2 separate regions of the Mus musculus genome follow, and region 1 is linked to region 2. The links are chromatin contacts, called in public promoter capture Hi-C maps. All regions are on one chromosome and are shown on one strand. Each heading gives the region's core, a stretch centred on a gene start, on an enhancer-like site or on the middle of the called end of the contact. The rest is flanking DNA. Distances are from core to core; before and after follow the strand shown.

What was found. Promoter capture Hi-C pulls out the DNA fragments that hold promoters and counts their contacts.
Region 1: a contact with region 2 is called in a promoter capture Hi-C map of cranial neural crest, with 5 times the contacts expected there. The contact joins the enhancer-like site here to the promoter of Tmem72 in region 2. A contact is called at or near these places in 7 of 39 promoter capture datasets (cranial neural crest, embryonic stem cells, frontonasal cranial neural crest and 4 more).

Annotation. Positions count from the first base shown.
Region 1 is chr6:117,611,113-117,616,214 of GRCm38.p6, reverse strand. No RefSeq gene overlaps it. Among named protein-coding and RNA genes, the nearest start is that of Gm9946, 54 kb to the right of the region's middle. Within about 2 kb of position 2,019, at least 43 of the 459 cell types and tissues checked have an H3K27ac peak or open chromatin away from gene starts, as enhancers often do.
Region 2 is chr6:116,713,562-116,719,039 of GRCm38.p6, reverse strand. Tmem72 (transmembrane protein 72) reads left to right here and starts at 2,282. Exons shown (of 5, transcript NM_178768.4): 1 at 2,282-2,532. The coding sequence starts at 2,463.

The DNA.
Region 1 (5,102 bases), core at 770-3,269, 900 kb before region 2:
GCTAACACAGATAAGAAAGGACTTGCAAGATTACCTTGGTGAGTGACAGAGAAGCAGAGCTAGCTGGCTTGGAATTGAGAACCAAAGCAATGTGGTACATTACCTGTGGTCCAAACTGAGTCTCTTTGGCCGTGGACATTTTTGCACAGGCATGTGACTTACTGAACAGTGTGCATCACTCTTCATTAGTATGTCAAGGAATATGCTCAGGCTTCCTTGGGGAAACCACCCATCTAAGTGTCACACAGTCTACTACGGACTAGCTGGGGCTGCCCAAGCTAGCCTGGATTCTGTGTTCTGAGTAGGTGGAACTACACATGACTAAAGCCACACGTTATAAAAAGCTATTAGCACGATTTGGAAATCATAAATATGGATGACAAATCTTGTAGTGTTGGATGCTACTGTAACAGAATACTAGAGACTGAATAATTTATAAAAGAACAGATTTAGAATCTAGGAAGACCAAGGTTGAGGGCTCATTGCAGGAAAGAGCCTTTTTGTTGCATAACTCTAAGGTGGAAAGCAGGACAAGGCAGACTCTCTCTCTCTCTCTCTCTCTGTGTGTGTGTGTGTGTGTGTGTGTGTGTGTGTGTGTGTCCTTCCCTGAAGATCCTGCTTCTGAGAGGAGTCCTATCTGGTAAACAGAGGCTGCTGACCTAATCCCTTTCTAAGGGTTCTACTTAAACCCTGATTTACTGGGGGGCACAGTCAGTCCATAGCACTAGGACAGGTCTGGCAAGCTGGTTTGGGGATCTGCAGGAGCTGGCGTCATGGTTGAAATTGGAATGGATAACAACAGGGTGGCCAGCACAATCTGAGCCACACAAGCAGAGGGACAGAGTGTGCTCATGAGGGGACAGTGTTAGAGCCCATGTTCCTCACTGGGGCCTTATCCTACTGTGTAAAGAGGGTAGCATCCTTAAGTGTTGATGCCAAAACAGCTCAACAGGAAAGAGTTTATTCTAGAATCCAATACCAGTCACCATGTCTTATGATCACAAAATCAGCTTATCCCAAAGACCATGCTCCAACGTGGGAACACTTTCATGAATATTTTAATAGTAACAGAACGGAATATTTAAATAGTAATAGTAACAGAAAGTAATAAACCAAGGCCCTATGTAAGTACACTGGTGGGAACATTAAGCAAACAGGTTGCAGAAAACTGGGGAAATCACTGACCACAGTCATTGAAGCTTTAATCAGTCATTCAGTCTTGTGGATTGTTTAACACAGGTGTGGCCCCACCTACAGACACGCCAAGTAACACAACCAAGGTGAATATCCAGAAATATAGCTGAACTTAAATTTAAGATCATACAGCATACACACACATCACACAGAAAATGAAATATTAAACGCCTGTTGTAGAAGTAAATATTAGAGTATAAGACAGGAATGAGAAGTTACAGATACCATTGGAAGGGGCTGACTGGGTAGAATCTTCAGGAATGGTTGGCCTCTCCCCAGCTTTATAGAGACCAGTTTAGCCTATGGCCAGTGATGGACCCGGCCCGAGGTACAGACACCGGTGTGATCTGAAGAGTGTGTGAACAAGTTAGCCCTGTCCTTCCCCTCTCAGGACCTCAACAGAAATGAGTGGAAAGGATTCCAGATCTCAAGCTGGAGCCAGCGTGCCAGTGTGAAATGACAGCTGTTCAGAGCCAGGGCTCTATGGCCAGCAGAGCCAGGTGCCGGCTGGGGGACAGAGGGTAGCAACCCCTTAGTGTGTCCACAGCAGATTAGAGAAGGAACCTGGAAGTACCATGTGGAGACGTTAGATGAAATGGGTTAATGTAGCAGAAAGTTCTGGTTAAACTCCTGGCTCTCGGTAGTTTATATATAAATTCCTAACATATATAGTATCTGTTTGTTTGTGTCTTTGGCTAGACTGTACAGCAGATGACTTAAGACCAGGCAGCAAATTTGAGGTGGAGCCATGGTTATCACAACGGGCTGCCCGGACCACAAAGCTGATTTATTTCAATCATAACAGCAGCAAATTCCTGTTATTGTAATGAATCACAGCGGGTAAGCACACAGATGCAGGGGATGGGATCACGGGGCTGGCTGACTTTGCAGCTAGGGTAACTCAAAGCAGACTTGTAGTATCCTAATGATGCGATTTCTGTGGCAACCAAACCTGCAGCCCGCTCGCACCAAACAGGCCGTAATGAAATCTAGTATTTTTTATGGAATATTTTCCCTAAATGATAAGGATTGCATATGGTTCTTTTCCCATTGTGCAGCCGTTCAGTCCAAAGCAAACATTTGAGAGATTTTTAACTGAGGTTGGCAAGCTCAAACTTGTTTCAGCTTAAGAATATCCAGGCCATCTGCTGCAAACTCCCCAATAGAAAACACACTGAGCCTGGACTGCTCAAACTAATTTAATCATGAGATACCATTTCCTGGATTCGAAGGGGAACATTTCTATTTGCCCACTAGGGCTTTTTTTGGGGGGGGGAAAGGACTATATATTTGCAGTATGGTATGTTAGTCACTTGGAATTTCAAAGAAAAAAATAGAGTAGGGGTTCTGGAAAACAAACGTTGAAGAGGTCATCGCTTCAATTCTTTGCAGATGATTTTAATAGAAGAGTTTTCAGTACAATGTTACAACAGATGTGACAAGAATTGAGAGACAGGGCCATCATTTTGTAGGAAGCTAATTGATTTGTGCTGCTTGTACTTTGTTTTTGGACATATTTAACAAATAAGTACTTTTCTTCCCTTTTTTTGGATAATTTTTATATTTTTACGTGCATCGGTGTTTTGCCTGCATGTATGTCTGTGTGAGGGTGTCAGATTCCCTGGAAAAGGAGTTACAGATAGTTGTGAGTTGCTATGTGGGTGCTGGAAATTGAACCCGGATCCTCTGGAAGAACAGTCAGGAAAGACTCTCAACTTCTGAGCCATCTCTCCAGCCCCAAGGAAGCACTTTTCTGTACCGTGATAGTAAATCTCTGAATTTGGCCATGAGATGGTAGAGAGTTAGGTTCCAAATCAGCAGGCACACAGACCACTCGCTCACTCACAAGTGCTGTGCACACACCCTAGCCCTAACACCTCCCCCACCCCACAATCTTTTGCACAACTATTAGCTAGTAGTTCTAGAAGTGTGTTCAGAGACAGCCTCATTCGCTGGCACAGGCGACTGTGCCTTATCACAAGATGGCTGTAGGGAAGAACGAGGGTTTTAAAAACATAACCTGGGCTCACATTCTAAAGAACTTTGTGCCATAGTTACGTATGCCTGCAAATTTAATGAGTATGAATTTAATGCTGTTAGTTTTTTTTACTTATAAATCCACACATATATTAAGATCAGATGTGTACATTAACTAACAATGAGCATACACAAAAGCCAAACCAAACCTAAAAAAAAAAACCAACAACAAAAAAACCCAACAACAACAAAACCAAAACAAAACCAAACCAACCAACCAACCAAACAACAAAAAAACCAAAACCCAAACCAGGCGTCTGAGTTGGGCATTTAGGAAATCGTCCGTACTGTGTTAGGTATTAATTAACCTGAAGGAAGGCTCCAGGGAGCAGCTGACATGGACCCTGCTCTTTGGCCTTGATCCCAGATGCAGCCCAGCTCTCTAGGTCCAGTGCCTTCTTCATCATGTGCTCACAGTGCTCACCGATCTTCTGATGTAGCTTCCACCCCCTCCCCAGCTCTCCGGCAGACGCAAACCACCCTCAGAACTCCACCCGGGACATCACCCAGAAGGTTTTCTCTGTTGCTGTCGCTTTCATTTTCTTCTTTGGTCTGCCTTTTATGTCAGTATCTGGTTTCTAAGTGTAAGAAAGAAAGGAGGGCGTGGAGATTTCAGTTCCCAGCATGGATGGCAGCAATAGTATCTCCTCTTCTGGTGCTCATCAGTGCCTCCTGTTTCTAGGAAACTGCAGCATTTCGGTTTGATTTGAATCTGGATGAAGTCGAAGCGTCCCCTCTAAGTTCAGCATGGGGACTGGTTCGCAGACGCAATCATTTCAGTTATCATCAGTTCTCAACAGGTTTCATGCAGGTGCTCCTGGCTTTATCAGATTGGCTGCGGAGGTTGGGAGTTCTGTGCTCTAGGACCCAGAACTTGGGCAAACTGGCCTTCTGCGTAGACTCTGTGCCCCAGGCTAATATAGACAGGCGTGAACTGAGCCACAGACTGCTCAGCTCATGAGCTCTGAATTTTCTCTCCACAAGGTAAATCCTATAGCAAACCTGGGTCTGAGAACATCGATCTTCTGGAAAAATCTAAGAATTCATCTTAGAACACCTGGCATGTGAGGCACTTGCCATTGGGGATTAAAAATTAGTGTTTGGACCAAAGGTGTTGACCACCATGTAGATTAAGATTTGGAGACTTAGAAGCTGTGGCATGACTGATGAAAACCAAGTTTTAAACAATGATTTTAGTATTACCTATCTGGCAAATCAGGTTTCTAACAAGTTGCTTTTTACACATTAGCCCAAACAAAGGTCTATGTCTCTTCCAGTTTCCTGGAAGCTACAGACTGAAGGTGCAAAGTTTCCATTTATAGAACAGGAAGGAAGTCGAATTATGATTGCATAGGGCCAGCGTCAGGATTCAAGCCTTCTGCTGGCACGGGCAGCTCACAGTCCTCAGTGGCGACTGGCTCCTCCATGAGGAAGATCTGCCTTTACTCTTACTCTAGATGACGCACAAACCCACGCCAGAAGGACCGTGCACAGTGTGACTCTGCAGCCTGTACTGCAGATGTGTAGAGAACACGAACCACACAACACAGCAGGGATGCGGAACTGTGCCCTTGAGTTATCACCCACAGGAGACTAAGGGGTGTTCTTTTACGTGCTCACCTTGTCAAGGTGTGGGAGCCTTGGCATCTTTTTCAACATGTGATGATTCTATTCCAAGTGATCAGCTCTTTTGTTTCTTCCCTTCTACTCATTGACTTCCGGGTAGTTTTCCTTGTTCTTCTTGGGTCTCTCTGCTTGGGTGCCTCTTGCCCACTTTTGGGGGAGGGGGTTATTATTCTCTCTCATCAATTTATAAAATTACAAACTTAATGATAATGTTAGTATTTTTATGCTATGTATTTTTATAAGCA
Region 2 (5,478 bases), core at 1,033-3,532:
TCTAGACTGTAAGATATCTGGGGAGCTTTGCCAAGACAGACTTCTCTCTGTCCCTTGGGACTCTACAAATGGGGTTAATGGTCCTTTGCCCACTCTGTGGTTTCTTCTAAAGGGGCTCACACTGGGATTCCTCTTCCATCTGCTTCTGAAATGGACTCTGCCTTCTTCACCTCATCAGCTCAATGCCATTTTCCAGATCTCTGTAAAGGGCAGCTCGGTGAAACAGGGCACCCCTGGGTTTTGAGGAATGCCCTAACTTTTTCATCTTTAGTTCTTAGTTCTCTACCTGTCCCACTGTGAGCTTAGAGCACAGAGAAAATCCTGATTAGGAAAGGAGCTAGGAATTGAGCCTATTCAGACACAACCCATTCTGTCAGGCAGCGTACATTCTGCGTACATTCTGCTGTGACCTGAATCCTGCTGTGACCCCTGGAAGCCTCCTGTGACGATATGACAAAGCACCTCTGGAAGGTTTAGCAGCCCCAAAGTCATCTCACAGCTGCTTGTTGTCTCATGAGACAGGCCCCACCCAGCCACTCCTCATCCGGACTAGGAGATCCATAGAGGCATAGCTCACCCTGTCCTTGAGCCCCTTGTTAAAAATAAGGGGGACTTCCCCCAAAATCCCAGAAGCATGTGCCACAAATTTGGGCTTTTGGCCCAAAATTGGGTCACCTGCTCATTCCCAAAGATTTGACTGAGGAGGAGAAGCCATGGTCGTGTCTTCTAGAGTCCATGTCTTCTGAGCATTTGAGCATGGGGGGGTATGAGACACAAAGAAAAGAAGCCACTGTGGTTCAGGAAAGGCCAGTGACAGCTATGGTGTGATGGGGTCTCCCCAGTCTACTCAGAGAAAGGCTACTCAGTCTTCCCAAAGAAGGCTGTAAGCCACAGAGCTATTGTGGCCCAGGTCCCAGCTCCTTCCTCAGATCAACTCAGTGTCTACCACAGAAACACTCTAGCATGCAGTTAGCACAGCGGGTGCTGGCTGCCCAGACATGCGGCATTTCAGGGAGGTTCAAGTAGATAAAACTCAGGTAATAGATAAATAACCCGATAAGACACAGTCTGTTCAGTGAAGAAGTAAATAAACGAAGTCATACTCCACAAGTGCTCCGCACGCTCCTCTGTGTGTGTGGTGTGTGTGTGTGTGTGTGTGTGTGTGTGTTGCTCGAGATGAGACCCAGGGTCTCACACATGATAAGCACTGAATGATACATTTCTAGACATCGTTTTAAGTATCATATGAGCACAGAGGTTCTTACAAGAGAGGGTGGGTTATGGAATACAAATCAATGGTCAAGCCATAATAATCTTCATAGTAAAATATGGCCACTCATTAAACAGCAAAGAAAGAAACAGTATTAGGTGGAGGTTTCTGCTGGTATTAGGGTTGGCCAATCTGCCCGTTCATTTGGTTGTTGTCTTTCATCCCACGTGAGCAGACTAGGAAGAGATTTCAGAGAATGCCTGATAGGAAAACCAAAACACAGTACTGTTTAATCCGCTAGGTCGGTTGTAACGTAAACGCCGGCAAAGCCCACCTAGGGCCGGCCTCAGAGGCTGAGCGTGTCACGGGGTTCTTGGGCACTTTTCTGTTTTGAGAACACCGGTATAGTTACATTTCTTCTGTACTTTCTGTCACAGTTACTGAGGCTCCCAGACACCTCTGGGTTTCCCCCAAGGTCACCCAGTTAATTGTTCACACAGCATACACCGTGATTTCTCACATCTCATATCCCGGATGCTTGTAAGGAACAGAGGAGGGTCTCCACGTGCTGCCATCTGAACCAAGAAGGTCAGAGTTCAAATCTACCAGATTCGGAAATCTTTTCAACCCACCTATACACAGAAGGAAAGAGCTTGGAACTCATTTGCTAAGTGGCTACCAGTGGAGATTTAGAAACACATTTGTTCTATCTCTGTCTCCGTCTCTACTCTTCTTCCCTAGCCCAGATCTGCGTGTGCCCTGTCTCCTCTTTGGACCCCCAGCAGGTGTGAGGTGAGGGGGGGGTGACTTTCTTGGAACAGCCTCCTAGGGAAGGGCTTGGCCTCTAGCTCTCCTGTTCCCTCCTCCCAGACAGAAACAGCTAATTGCCAACTCCAGGCTGCCTCCTGCCCAACCCTAATCGGTATGATCTCAGGCAGCTGCACCGGAGCCGGAGCCGAAGCCGCTCCAGGCTAGGCCAGGGCTACGTGGAGCAAGGAGAGCATTCTCCCAAGATAATGATTAAACTGAGCAGCACTTGGCATGGGCTGCTAAGCTAGGGAGGGGAGCCCTATTCACACCTCAGCCAGACAGCGGAGGCCAGAGCTAGTTCAGGGAGGCTGAGCCCAAGGCCCAGGGGGCCCCCCAGCCAGCCCCCGCAGCCTCCTGCTTGTGAGGAGCATCCAGAGCATCTCAGATACAGAGGCATCTTCGCAGCCTGCCCTTCTGGGACTCTGTTCACACCCCTGGCACCATGAAGCTCCAGGTATTCTGGACTGGACTGGAGTATACCTGCCGGCTCTTGGGCATCGCTACGGCTGCAGGTAAGATCCTACCCCTCATCTACCAACTCCTTGCTCAGAGGCCCTATGGGGAAGGCTACTAGAGAAATGGCTTCTAGCCAGGGGACGGTGGGCACATCTGGCCACATCTCTCCTTCAGTTTCTCTTTTGAGTTCCTCAGAAACCCTGAACTTTGGGAAAATGGCAGGTGTGGAGTGAGCCTTAGGCAGATAGAGAAGAGCCTTGGGTCTGGTGCCGATACTCAGTGGCATCCCACCCCCACAAGACCTTTAAGAACCTTCAGCATCCCTATCACTGAAATGAGCTGACAGGTGTGCCTCTTGCCCTCAGAGGGTTGTGAGGAGAGCTTGTTGAGCTGGGGACTAGAGGTGAAGGTATACAAGGCTGGAAAAAAATGTGAGAATCGTAGCATTGTGTAGCTAATTAGAGTGCTCAGCTATTCACCTTGCTTTGTTTGACAATAGTCCTATCTTCTGCAGAGAGAATCCCATTAATGGGGCAACTCTATCCTCAGGAGACCTGATAGGTAGAAAGATGGCAAGCTTCCACGGTGCCCTCCCCACACCCTTCTGGAAAAATGCATTGTTGAAAACCAGCCTCTTTGGTATGAGCCATCTACAGGAGCATAGCGTGAGGCTTAGAAGACCAGAAATCACCTGAGCAGCTCAGCTGACTGGAATTTCAGATAGTTAGCAAAGAATTGGCCCTAACCCTGAGCCCCACCGATGCAGAAGGGGCAGAGCCTATACTGAGGGACTGAAGAGCAATGTTCTGAGCTCTTAGCTCTGTACACCAAATCCCTTGGGGAAATAAAAAAAAATACACACTAAATCCTTCTTTGCATCTGGACAAAAGCTTTCTCAAGAGTCTCTCCCAACTGAAAGGCTTCTCTCCAGTTCAAACCAAAGCAATAGGACCCAAGCCTCAGGCTTCTCGTGCTTGTACAACCTTGGTCCAACTCTGTGGAGCCCTGAAGCTGTGTTTCCTGACCTCTGTAATGGATGGATCTGGCAGACTCGGTGCTTGGTAAAACAACATGTGAGTGGTGGTTCTTGGTAGATGTCCTTGTGATAAATCCATGGTCAGTGGAGATCCAGATCATTTCTGGGGTGCTAGGATGAGTTCATAGTCAACCAGCTGTTAGGCTCTTCTGGCACTGTGGCTATGAATCAGAGCAGACAAGGTCAAATTCCAGCCCTCCTGCTATGAGATGGAGAAAATGAATTCAGATTAGAGTGTGACCTTGCCAAGGTCACACAAGGGGTTGGCGTAGCAGTATTCCTGGATTTTCCCAGCAGCTTTCCCTGCATCCCTAGTCTAATGGAAAGGCCAGCTCTAGCTTCCTTCAAGAGCCCAATGCATTTACATGTAGGTAATGATCACAGGGCCCCCAAGGTGACCCTAAATAGATCTCCATGATGAGAGTGTGAGTTACTGTTGACTACTGCTGGTCCAAGTCTACTGAGTTCCTTCTATGCAATGAGTTTTAAATGCATACATTGTACCCTTTAGGCTACCAGAAATCTTACAACTAGAACTCAGCCATACTCCATTCACCCTGGGCAACTACCTCCCTCCTGCCAGGAAGCTGCTTAAGGTGCACACATCTATCTTTCTAATGGATTAGTGGGTCTACCTTACCTCGACCTAAGGACTGCCTTTCATTCCACACCCTTCCGCACATGTGCACACCAAGGCATATTGCACATCTTAACCACAACCTTCATCTCTGCTAAGAAGCTGCTGTTAATACTGAAGATGAGCCTCCTCCTGCTTGGCTGTGATACAAGATCCAAGCTAAAAATAGACCACAGTTGCTTTCTAAAGGCCAAGCTTTCAAAGAATATCCCTTGGGTTCACCAGAGTGCTGGGGCAAGTGGGAAGCCAGAGAGGGGCTCCAGTGCTCTCCAGTGCTCTCCGGTTCAGATCTCGGGTTTCTCTCGACATCACTGGCCTTTGGGCCTCTGTCCAGTACATGAGGTTTACAGATTCCTTGTCCCCTTAAGCATCTTTTGTTGAAATCCTCTGTTGCAAAGTCTGGGACCCATTATAGGAACATTGCTGCTACAAGGGAAATGAGCCTTAAAACTGAGACTGGTACTTTGCAGAAACCCAGGGCAGTGGGGCATATGAGGTACCCCTTGTATATAGACAGCAGAATTGTCTCAATGCTAGGCAGGAATGTGAAGAAGGGCTTCCAGAGTGGCATCTGCAGGGAATGTGCAGCTCCTGGGAGGTGGCAGCCTCTGCCCAGAAACTTCTTTTGTGGACCCTGGAAACAGGCTCAGGGCTGTCAGTCTCAGGTGCTCTCAATTCACAACAGTTTCCTATGCCTGTGGCTGCAGCAGGGCCTGCAGAGAAGGCTGCTCACTATGCTGTTTCCTCCCACCTAACTCCATTCATGTAGTATCTCGGTCAGCGTTTCTATTCCTGCACAGACATCACGACCAAGAAGCAAGCTGGGAAGGACAGAATTTATTCAGCTTACACTTCCACATTGCTGTTCATCACCAAAGGAAGTCAGGACTGGAACTCAAGCAGGTCAGGAAGCAGGAGCTGATGCAGAGGCCATGGAGGGATGTTACTTACTGGCTTGCTTCCCCTGGCTTGCTCAGCTTGCTTTCCTATAGAATCCAGGACTACCAGCCCAGGAATGACACCGCCCACAATGATCTCTCCCACCCTTGATCACTAATTGAGAAAATGCCTTACAGCTGGATCTTGTGGAGGCATTTCCTCAAGGGAGGCTTCTCTGTGATAACTCCAGCTTGTGTCCAGTTGCCACAAAACCAGCCAGGACATGAAGCCTTGTGGGTTTGTTGCCTTACACAGAGCTCAGGCCCTATATTCTAAATCAATGGCTCTCAATCTGTGGGTTGAGACCCCTTTAGGATCGAATAATCCTTTCACAGAGTTGGCCTAAGAACATTGGAAATATTTACAATTCATAAAAGTCACAAAATTAAA